2 separate regions of the Capsicum annuum genome follow, and region 2 is linked to region 1. The links are chromatin contacts, called in public Hi-C maps. All regions are on one chromosome and are shown on one strand. Each heading gives the region's core, a stretch centred on a gene start, on an enhancer-like site or on the middle of the called end of the contact. The rest is flanking DNA. Distances are from core to core; before and after follow the strand shown.

Evidence for each region. Hi-C and Micro-C count contacts between places; a contact is called where the count stands out from the background.
Region 2: a contact with region 1 is called in a Hi-C map of leaf, with 2.0 times the contacts expected there. The contact joins the enhancer-like site here to the promoter of LOC107840038 in region 1. A contact is called at or near these places in 3 of 5 Hi-C or Micro-C datasets (leaf and placenta).

What each region holds. Positions count from the first base shown.
Region 1 is chr1:153,971,443-153,977,511 of UCD10Xv1.1, forward strand. It overlaps LOC107840038 (charged multivesicular body protein 7), which reads right to left and starts at 2,610. Exons shown (of 8, transcript XM_016683753.2): 1 at 2,234-2,610; 2 at 2,083-2,139. The coding sequence starts at 2,455.
Region 2 is chr1:154,287,043-154,293,111 of UCD10Xv1.1, forward strand. LOC107852420 (protein ABC transporter 1, mitochondrial) reads right to left here. Exons shown (of 8, transcript XM_047398155.1): 6 at 6,046-6,069; 7 at 3,977-4,093; 8 at 2,676-3,496. The coding sequence ends at 3,110. Among protein-coding and RNA genes, the nearest start is that of LOC107852420, 11 kb to the right of the region's middle. Within about 2 kb of position 3,234, at least 2 of the 5 cell types and tissues checked have an H3K27ac peak or open chromatin away from gene starts, as enhancers often do. A contact at or near this core is called in leaf, where this site is marked.

The sequences.
Region 1 (6,069 bases), core at 1,360-3,859:
AAAACGAAGAAAATAATTGCATTCCTACAAAATCTCCTAGTTACCTAATTACAGGGATACATAACTCTTTCCATATTTACATTGTATTACATTTTTGCCATTAATACATAACTCTTTCCATATTTACATTGTATTACATTTTTGCCATTAACAAGTAAAATCAAATTTTCAGTGTCACTGTCCCATTTAGTCTTGATACAGCTAGCAGCTAGAATTTGCTTCCTGTTACTCATCTTCATCAGTATCACTAAATGAAGAATGATCTACCTAGGTTCTTATACACCTTTCTGCAAAATGAATAATCTTCTGCTGCTAACTTCCTTCCACATGTGTACGTCTTCTTTAAGTCAAAAAGATACATTTCCGACAATATAAAATGTTTTAATACGCACTTTGCCCAGAGTCTCCTTTTTCTTTTCTTGTCTTTAAAGAAAACACAAAGCAAGCCCCTAATAAAGCAAAACTGACGGTGATTAAATTACTAGAATCTTCTTTGGGGATTTCTTAGGGTCTCATTACTTCCATGCTTAGATTTTGATGAACAGTCACCATTAGAGGAATCACAACTTCCAATTGGGAATCAATATACTTTCTATCAGGCAGTTAAGCTTCCCATAGTTGACCAGATACTCTTCTTCTACTGTTACCGTCTGCTTTTCCTTTTGATATAGGTCTCGAAGAAAGTTTGCCATCTCTATAACAAAGCCTTCCTCTTCTGGCAAAAGTGCTGAAGTTAACTTTATCTATCATCACAAAATTCCTTTCATCCTTCTCTGTGACCATTCACCAAAATCCTAATGCTATGCCTTTTATTTTTGAACAGTGGTGGCTGGACTAAGTTGCACGCACCTCAACAGTTTCACCAGACTTCTATATTCTCCCACCAATACATGTACTAGATAACTCAATCCACCAGACTTCTATATTCTCCCACCAATACATGTACTAGATAACTTAAGCAAGTTGATAGAAGTCATTTTTTTTTTTGGATCTAGGTTAAAGAATACTAGTTTACCTGAGCCGAGGGTCTACCGGAAACAACCTCTCTACCCTCACAAGTAGGGGTAAAACTGCGTACACACCACCCTCCCCAGATGCCAGTTGTGGGATTACACAGGATTTGTTGTTATTAAAACCCTAGTCTCCCATAATTATCACTCTCTATTGTTTCAATAATGCAGTAAATGACCTTGCTGCCAATTCTACTTATCAGAATTTTATAGGAAACCCTTTCTTTTGTGGTGTCAGGTTGGGTTTCTTCAATCTTCCATCTCCAATTATGAATCAATCACAAAATCTAGCTTCTCTCCAGAGACTCTGGGGACCCAAATTCTTCACTATGTGCCTTGCTTGAGGAAATCTTTCTCGAGATTGGAAAGATAGTGTTTTAGACTGACTAACTTATATTCTCAATCGTGATGTAACTATTATGAGCTATATATGTATATTGTCATTTTGATTTATTAAAAGGTAAGATCTTGAGATAGAGCAAAATGTCTGGTAAGAATATTTATTCGTGAAATAGTATGTTAATTGATGCCATCATATCTCGATATAGAGATTAATGATACGTCTATTGTGTCAAACATTGAAAGTAGATTTTAGAATCTAACACATCAAATGTAAGTTAAGCATTAGATTTTTGGAAAACTTGACTAGTGAAATCAGTATCTCTAGATAAGTGGCATGATCATGTTCTCAATCATATACATAACTTAAACACTACTTCAAGTTGAGGCACAAACTTGAGGATATTAACTTCAAATTCAATTGCTAGAATTTCCAACTCCCACTACTACCCCCCTCATGCTCTTTCGGTCCATCCCAACCAAAAATCGCAAGCTAACTTAGACAAGTATTTGTTTATGCAATACATTTCCAAACCCACCAAAAAAAAAATTGAACATTTACTACTCCATCCAATTCATATTACTCGATCCATGTTGACTTGACACACCCCTTACAAAAGCTTTTTATCAAAGGTGCATTTTACTAAACTAACCTTATTAATAATGCTTTGGGAACTCTAAATATGACTACTGCAAGTAAAATGACATATCAAAATGGCCAAGTAAGGCATACCAGTACTTGATCAAGACACAAAGGAACGAGGCCTCCTCTGTTGAACCACATCTTCACCTTCCATTGACAACACAAAAGAAAGGGTCAATTCTTGTCATCACAAATGTTAGAAAGTAAGACTTAAGAAATAAAAAAAGAGAGGTTGGTTCACCTGAGAAGGACGAATAATGAAGATACGAAGGTGTCGAGCAACTTTGAGTATCAAATCCCTCCAGAATACATAAAGGGACTCCCAATCACTTCTCTGACCGCTGAATGCCTTGAACCTCGCAACGCACTTCACTTCATCATCCCAATCGGCTACTTCTTTCCTCAAATACTCTTCCACAGTAACATCATCCTCCATTTCCTGGATTTTGCCGCCAATCATCATTAAACCCTTTTTCCTTGTTATACCTAATCGGGAATTCAAGTGGCACCTCCTCTACTCTACTCTAATCTAAACACACTTTGAAATACCTCACAAATGGAAGCACAAGTTTCTAATTTTATTTGGACAAACATAACTTTTACTCCCTCGGTTCGTATTTTTGGGAACTAAATAATGATTTAGTAAATGTATCTTAAATTAGTCAATTAATCAATGATGAATACACTTAGTTTTTCATGTAATTACTAATTATTATGTAATTAATTAAAATTTTAATTGAACTTAGTAATTGCAAGGTAATTTTACTTAAATCAATTTAGTTATTACTAATAATGATTTAATATAAATCATTATACATCAAATTAATCAATTGATCACTCTATTTAGACGAATACATTTAATTGATATATAATTACTATGAAACTAATTAAAATTATAATTGAACTTATTAATTGAAAGATAATTTTACCTAAATCAATTTAGTTATTACTAATAATGATTTAATTTGAATCATTTCACATCAAATTAGTCAATTTATCAATCTATTAATTAGAATCCCTTTTAAAAAATTAATTAAGATAATTGAAATCAAATTAGCATTTTCAAAACTTGTTATTCGTTTTTAAAATACAAATCAACCCCCCACAATTTTTCTAATTAATGTGTAATAAAAATAATACAAGAGGCTAATGATTTCCCTCAATTTTGTTTTAAAAAATCTCAAAACATTTCATCTTTTCTCTTTCTCAATACTCAACTCTTTATTCCAACAGATTGCTCAAACCCTTTATAACAGATCAATTTTGTTCCTATTTTCGACCACATCAATTGTTATTTTTGACTTTTTTCTTCCTTGTACCCATCATTTTCTCTCTCTTTGCAGGCAAGAGTTCTATATTTTTAGTTTTTTCTAAAAAATTAGGGCTTTTTAGTTAATGAAGAAAAAGAAGAACTTTAGTTGTATCATTTTCAAGTATGGGTTAACAATTTTGAGTTTTGATGCTAAAAAATGCAAGAAGAACTCGAGAAAATTCTAGTTTGTGGTAGTTGTTGTCTTAATATGGTGGTTTATGTAAATGGAGTATATTTTCTGAGGAAAATATAATTTCTTCTTGTTGTTGTTCTTGTTCTCGAACATTGCTGTAAAAATTACACAAACTCAAACTTTGACCTTTTTCAAAAATTGATAATTTTATCTTGTTGTTTGTGTTGTTGTATCGAATCACTTCACTTGGTATTTGTTGGTGTTGTTAATGAATGTTGGTGTGTGTTGTTGGTGTTCTTTGTTTGTTTTGTTGGTGTTGTTTGTGTTCTAAGTATGTTTTATTTTGTTGGTATTGTTGGTGTTATTGTTGATGGTGTTAGTGTATTGGCAAAAACATTGATGTTATTTAGAGTGTGTGTGTGTCTGTGTGGTGATATAGAGCTTGGTGTTCTTGTTCTTGTTGATACATAATGTTGGAAACAACTATATATCTATTGGTTAACTGGCTTAAATTATTATAGCAATGTCCCATCTGCTGGAATAAATTAAAGCAACTCTTCCAACAGATGACCCACCTATTGCAACAGATGGGTCATCTATTGGAAGAAATCAAAATAAATTATCCAACAAATGACCCACCTGTTGCAATAGATAGGTAATCGGTTGGATCAAACCAGTAGCTAAATTATTTTGATTTCTTCCAATAGATATCTGTTGCAACAGGTGGGTCATCTATTGTAACAAATGACTCATCTATTGCAATAGATAGATCATGTAACGACCCATATTTCGGGCTAGAATATAGACCGTTATTCCTACCCGTAAATATTCCAAAAGCCTCCCTATTGATTGAGTCTTGATGAGCGTCTGAAATTTTGTTTGGATTTTATTCCAGTGGCTCACCGTGATTGGGCCGTGTCGCGGTGAGAATAGTGATGCAAAGGCCATCACATTGCGGTAGTGGCCAAATTGATGTTTGTCCAATTCCAGTGGGTCACCACGATTGCATCGCATCACGGTGAACCCCAAAACAACAATTGTCATGAACCAATAAGTCACCGTGATTCCACCGCGTTGTGGTGGGTATCGCGATGACACGATCACCGCATTGCGGTGAGCCTCAAAGACACGATTTGCTCAACAACTTTTAAGTCCGAGGGTAGTCTCGTCTTTTTCCGTACAATTCCTAACTGTATTATCTGAGGATTAAAATATTTTTAGGGCAGATTACGCCCATTTTTACTCAAAATTATCAAGAACAAAAGAACCTTAACCTCTTTTCCAAAGATCTAGAGCCTATATTCTATGTTCAAGAATTCAAGAAGAGTGTCAAGATTGGAGTTTCAATTCTCAAATTAAACTACTTAAGGTACATGGGGCTATCCTTAAAACTCTATGGACATAAATTGTGGTTTTATCAATCTTTGAAAACACGATATGATGTTTGTAACAAGGATTTGAATAATTGTTTTGAATAGCCAAGTAATGGAAACCTTTTTATTGATATAAATATATTGTTTTGGTCTTGAGGCCTCCCCTTGAAATTGATTTTTGTACGTATATATGTAAGTATGCTTTTTCAGTTTATAAAGATTAAATTGAGACCATGAATGATTAAACCCCTCTCATGTTGCATTACTTCTTGACTTCACATGTTATGGGTTGTGACATTGCATGATTGAAAGCATGAGATAAGTGTTTTAAATATTGTTATGAACTTGATCTTGTCTATGAATTGAAGAGAGGGGATTTCGTATCATACAAGTGTTTTATGGTTTGTAAATGCTAAATAAGATTATTGAAGGAATTTCATGGTTTATTACACGAGGAGAGACCACCATGGGTTTGTGAATTAAAATTGAGGATCTTTGCCTATGTTTTCATGAATTTCACTATGTGCATCTTCATATACTATTTGAATAGTTTGGTGGTCTGAGAATAATGTTTTAAAAGAGAAGACTACAACATGATAATGTATGGCTTAGAGATATGACTTGCAAGTCAACGGTATGATGATACCATATACATGAATGTCATAACAGAGTTAGAGATTCAGATTTGATTTCAGAGAATACATTTCTTAAAAGAATTAAAAATGGGCTTGAAAAGGGTTAGGTGGTTGTCCGAAGAAGGCTTGAGTTCAAATAAATCCTAGCCCAAAACCGTGTTTTGACGATACGGGTTTCATTATGTCCCCAAGGGGGACCATACACTGGCCTAGTACCCTGTGGCGTATCAGAGACAGAGACTCCAACTCTTGCGGCAAAATTGAGTTGGGGGCTTGGCTGCCGAGTCAAGGGCAGATTCCATATAGCCCGTGAAATTTCAGAGTTGTAGGGTATACCACCTAGCTCAGAAGTAATACAGAGCATCGAACTGCATTAACAAGAATGTTTTAAGATTATTAGAGATTGCCCATGTATTTTAAACTATATCATGTATGATGTTTCATGAATTGCTCTCATCTATTTTATATATGTATAAATTCATTATTTTGGATTGCTCTGTGTACCAGTACAAATGTATTAACCCCTATATTTCAGGGTCTGAAGCTCAGTCTAGAGGTGCTGCTAAGCCGTAGAGTTTGTCAGACAGAAGTGAGGTGTGCAGTTGGTGAGCCTTCTCTATTTTA
Region 2 (6,069 bases), core at 1,984-4,483, 320 kb after region 1:
GACATTTCCGCCTTCAATAGTCAAGAAATCTAGACCAAATAAACTAGAAGAGATGAAATGAGTGCACCTGATCCGAGGAGAAGTGAGTACGTGTTCTTGAATCCGTTCGTCGGATTTCGACAATTTGATGTAGAAATTGATCGTCGGAATTGCTATCATCATAAACATGCATATATAATTAATTTTATTTCTAAAATTCATTAGAAAAGAAAAAAAGAAATATAAATGAAAACGATGCATACCTCTTCCGAAAAAAAAATACTCTTGAATGGATAAAAATGAAATGAGTTACACTATAACAAATTATAGTGAACACTACATGTCTAGCAAATATTACAACAATTTCAAATACTCAATTTTATGATTTTAATTGATAATCAAAAACAATAAAAGGTATAGTCATTAATAAATGTACAGACACATACTACGTCTATCTAAAAGGTAATTTGGTTGATATGTAGAGCATTTTGGATATCTACGAGGTAAGAAATATACGCAATTATTACAAATGAAGTTTGACAGAAAATTTAAAAGTTGACCAAATTTTAAAAAATTATTTAATTGGTGATGCCACAATCTATAGAAAAAAATTTAAATATTAAATTTTCATCATAAACGCGGACTTCTTCAAACTTCAACTAAATTTTATTTTGAGTCTCACTTACCAAACTTATATTTGTGTGAGACTTTTCAAAACTTGACATTTGGACAAGTGGAGCCCACATGTACTATAATTTTTCTCTCTTTAAATCATTTTTCTTTGTCCAAACAAACTCCTCTAATTACTCTCTATCCTAATAAAAATTACTCTTTTCTGCCTATTTTATGTAACATGCTTTGATCAACTCTTTCGTCCTATTTTATGTAATATACTTTGATCGGCAGAGTTTAAAAAATAAGAAAAGACTTAGTGATGTTTATGAAATTATCCTATATTGAAAATGTATTACTATTATTTTTCAATTAAGTGAACCAATAAGGATAAATAAGAAATTATATTTTTAAATAGTTATCAAATAAAAAAAGACGATATCTTTTTGGGACGAATAAAAAAAAACTGCGGCACATAAATTTATGGGATGGAGGAAGTATATTCTCTTCACTCTCTCTTTCTATAGTCTAATATTTGTCTCCTCTTTCTTTTTAATTTTTCCCTTGCTCGTTTAGAAAGAGCTATAAACATTTCATGAAATCACTTTTATCTAGGGGTGGACCGTTCAGTATTCGGTTCAGTATTTTCAAAGTTTGGATTCGGTAAATCGATAATCGGTATTTGAACGTAGATACCGCATATCATACTTATAAATATCGATTCGGTAATTTGGTAATTGATAAATTAAACTTTGATTCGGTACGATTTTTGGTAATACCATATTAAAATTGGAGATGCGCAAATGTACGTTTAAACTTCAAAAAGTATATTTAATAGAAACCATATTTAGTATTCCTTTTGTTACTTTTTATGAATATATTACTAAGGTCCAAGAGATTCTTTAGGATGACTAATACTATTTTCTATTGGGTTGGTTACACATATCATATTATATATATATATATTACGATATTTGGTAAATATCGAATACCAAACGGTATTAATATCTTGTACCAAACCCAATTCCAAATACCAAAATGTCTAAATTTTACTCCCGAATACCATACCAAATATCTAATTGCCGAATTTTAATTAATCGGTTCGATAATTTAATTTTTGATATTTTATGTCCAACCCTACTTTTATCCATATCTATTAACAATTAAACTACTATAGTAGATTCATTGCAGCCTTTCAAGAAGATGGAATAATCCCCGAAAGAAATTAATCTACATACTAAAAAAGATATGAAGTATTTAATAATAATTAGAAAATAGATTGTGAATAGAAAAAAATAAAAATAGAGATCCAAAGTTACTATGGGAGAAATATTTTTACATCACTTTATTTCTTTGATGAAACCCTCACAATCACTTTATTTCTTCGATGAATCCCTCACAAAACGATAATGTAAAAGTAATGAATTTTTTTTTTCAGTTTATATAAGTGTAATAGAAGGAAAAGTAAAAGAGATTTATTTGGAAGAGGAGCAAAGATTTAGAGAAAAGACAAAATTGTGATTCAAGTAAGCCCGTTTTGTCCCCATGTCAAGTTTTGAAGAGTTCATACAACTATGACTTTGGCATATGAGACTCAAAATAAAATTTTTCCCTCAATAGAACCACAAGCAAAGATTTGAATATGTTGGGATCTTAGTTTATTGGATTATTATTTTTTAATAGAACTATCCCACACCGGGGTTCACCTCCTGTGTTAATAGGGGTTTGATACAAATCCCTATATCCCTTAATAGGATCAAATCACCTACTTTTCTTAGGAGTTCCAAGTGAATCCCAATATATATATATATTTTGTTTGAATACAAATTTGAAGAAACTCTCTTTTACACAAGATGTGAGCCAAGCTACTTACATCATTATGGTATCAAAGCATATGTCCACGTTGGTTGTCCATTTTGCAAGATTTGGCAAAAGCATTTGCTTTTCATCTATAAATAAGCAACTATGCATGGATTATTTTACATAAATAATATACGAAAGCCAATTTTAGTTTGCATTTTGACTTTTCAGATATGACTAAAGTTAAACCATTTCTTTTGAACAGTTAATTTCATTTGAGGGGATTCAACAAATAGCGCTTATATTGAAGACGAAAATGGCTAAAAGTGTACAGTACATTTTTCAGAATTATTTCTCTTAAATTTTCCTATAGCAATTACATAAGACTTCAAATTTGTATATCCTCCCCCTTTTCAAATTTGTATTATTCCAAAAAGATTTCCGCAGTTCCTGAAAAGCAGGAACGACACTTCAGCAAGTTGTGCTAGAAGGATCGTAAATCAATATATGTCACTCATGAGTTTATGTGAACATAGGCTTCACTAAATGGAGGTATAGCCAATGGAGCAGCAAATAGAGCCGCAGATACTGCCATTTAAATGCATTCCAGACCATGAATAGCTTTTTAGTTGGCTTTCTCATTCTTAAGGACTTTCTGCCTCATCCTTGAACCCGACGGACAGTTTACAATGCGGTAGATGGATCTCCATCATGACTCTCATCCGCTTGCCAATCTTTCACTATCATGTTCGCCAAACTCATATTTCTCGTACACTTCAAGTAACAACTCCCTGCATGGCACTACAGCCCCAAGCTTTATGCAAGCAAGGAAAGCTCCAGAAAGCTTACGGTGAAGACTGTAAGCCTCCTCAGGTGGCGGTGTCAGCCTGTGCCTCAGCATCGTTGCTCCAAGATTTGAAATGCTTTGAGTAATATTGTTAGCTCGAAAATCATAACCTCCAGGCTTTGAGAATGGCAACCCCACAACAAAACCTGCCTGAACATGCGTCTCCGTCATTATTTCAGATTCTTCCCCTGTGAGAAAACCAAGCCTCTGAGACAACTTTATTATTGCTTCCTGGTCATTGTTTGCACAAGCAAAAACCTGGTTTTGGTGATCGATCAGTATCTCAGAGTAAAGAATAATGGAATATAAAAGTGTGCTCATCTAGGTCTAAAGACTAAATGCCAACCATATATTATTTGTTATAACCAAAAGCTAAAGTCAAATATGTAGTTTGCCAGAGATGATTATGCTTTTACTAGAGAAAGCTACTGCTAACTTAAGACAATAAAAGAATGCTTCATATATAATCTTTAAAGAAAGTTGGCGAAAAAATGCAAGCTTCAACGCCAATAAACAATAGTTGAGATCAGAGATAAGACCACTACAACTTGAGCACCAGTTTTTTTATGTAGATTTGGTAGTTCCAAAGTGGGGCAAAGACATATCATTATTCATTTGGCTGAACCATATAATTATTTAAAGCTTCCCCCAGAGCTCTATCCAGTGAAACATAACTACATAACTTGTAAATAATGAAAATAAATTCCAGAGCAATTCAAGTAAGAAAAGGCATCTTACCATTCTTAGATAATCATCCACAAAACTTTTGGGGTAGTCACGAGCTGCTCCAAAGTCGATGAGATTGATTACTTTTTCAGACTCATCATAGAGGAAATTGCTCCAGTTTGGATCGGTCTGCTTAAACAAGTCAACATTAGGGAGAAGAAAAAGGACAGCTTGTTTTCATGAATTTTGTTATGCTTTGTAGTTTTTTCCTTTTCCTTTGTTTCTCCTTTTCTGATGTGATAGAGACAGTATATTTATAGATGTACGCAAATTTGTTTAATCAACACTTGAAAGACATACAAATTTGCTCTCAGATGTAGTTTCCAAATTCCCATACCACCACATAGTTTATCAACAAAGACACTTTGAACACTAACCCATCCTGAAGGTGGAAAAAAGATACTAGTATCATCGAATCATATAATAACACTTACCAGTTCCAAATTTTGTACCTAAAAAATTAAAAACTTTAATGATGAAAAGCATGATTCTAAATAAGGAACCTTACACTTACAAAGTCTTCAAAATGCAAAGTAGGATATAAGTTGTTCCTCAAAGAAAAAACTTATAGTAGAATTGTATTTCTAAAAGGTATATGCCTCCTGGCTCCTATCAAACGTTTAGGTTCATCATTCTTTAGCTCCTTGGCATCACTTCTCTTTGGTATAAGAGCAATGTGAAGCTTATTCTCAACGCTCTTATGTTGAAAAGTATTCATCATTTACTCTTTTGCAATTACCAGCACTTCAGGTAAATGCCATTGTATAGTTAATTAGTAGTCGAGGCCAGGAACTTTGGCACCATCATAGATTCTCAATGCTTCCTTTACTTCCTCCAAAATAAATGATCTTTGAAGTCATTCCTTCTCATCCTTTGGACTATGTTAAAGCTGATACCCAGCACCTTAGGGTTCACAATTAAGGAGGTAATTGATTTCTTTTGTCAATTGCTTCCTAACTTAGATTCAACATGTCACATCAGGTAACTGAATAATATCTTCAGTTATTTCCTATTTTAGATTAAATTTGCACCTTCACTTTTTTTCCTATTTCAATTCTTGAATCATGTTAGCTTACTAACCTACTTTAGATTCAACGTGTCACATTAGGTAACAAATACTTTTTTTTTGATGAAGTAATAAGAAATTTCATTGCTGGGATCAAAAAGATGCAGAATAGTACAAAAAGTTAGAAAATGACAATAGTACATTAGCTCAAAAACAAAAAAGGCTACACTAGTACTAGGGAGCTAACAAAGTTCAAAAAGTTCTCAGGGGAATCTATGGGTGAAAGGTTATGCCAACTATATAGATACAAAAGACATCTAGCCTTAACGGAGTGATTTGGAGTTAATAAACCTTCAAAACATCTGTTGTTGTTCCTTTCTGACCATACGCACCAACAAATACAAGCAGGTATCATCTTCCAGATTGACTTGATGGCCTTACCAACTCTCCAATTGCACCAGCACTCAAAGGCCTCTTTGGTGCTATGTGGCATTACCCAATTAATGTCAAATATAGACAGAAACATACTCCATAAGCCAACAGGTAACCAAACCTTGAATCATGGTAGCTTACTAACCTAGTTCGGTTGTACATATCGAAAGAAGTAAAGTAAAAAATTGTAACAGTGAGCATAAGATGACTATAATTTCAGAGATCATTGAGATAGAAAAGTTAAAATTGTTTAGGGAAAGTTTCCCAGGGTGTTTCTAAAGCTTGCAGTTGAAATGAGAGCCGTGTGGGTTGAGATAGGGGCTAATGTGAACCCATGCATGATGGTTACTCTCTCAGCTCCCTTGTTTAGCGTAGCATGATATGGTTATATTTGTCAAGTAATGTACATCAGGAAGAAATCATAAACCAGAGAGTAATCCGTTAAACGTCAAGCCCATAGATGGCCTACAGGGACTTCCCTAGACCACTCTCTCAGCAACCTTTCTTACTCGGAAATGGGAGGATTATATCACTTAATGGTACACAAGTTACAACAAGGAGGAAATTGTAACCATGGATCTTATATAGTACAAATAGGTAAGAAATTTTACCCACTGATTTTGTATTGTAATGAACAATGTACCTGCATGAAGCGAAAAACAAACAA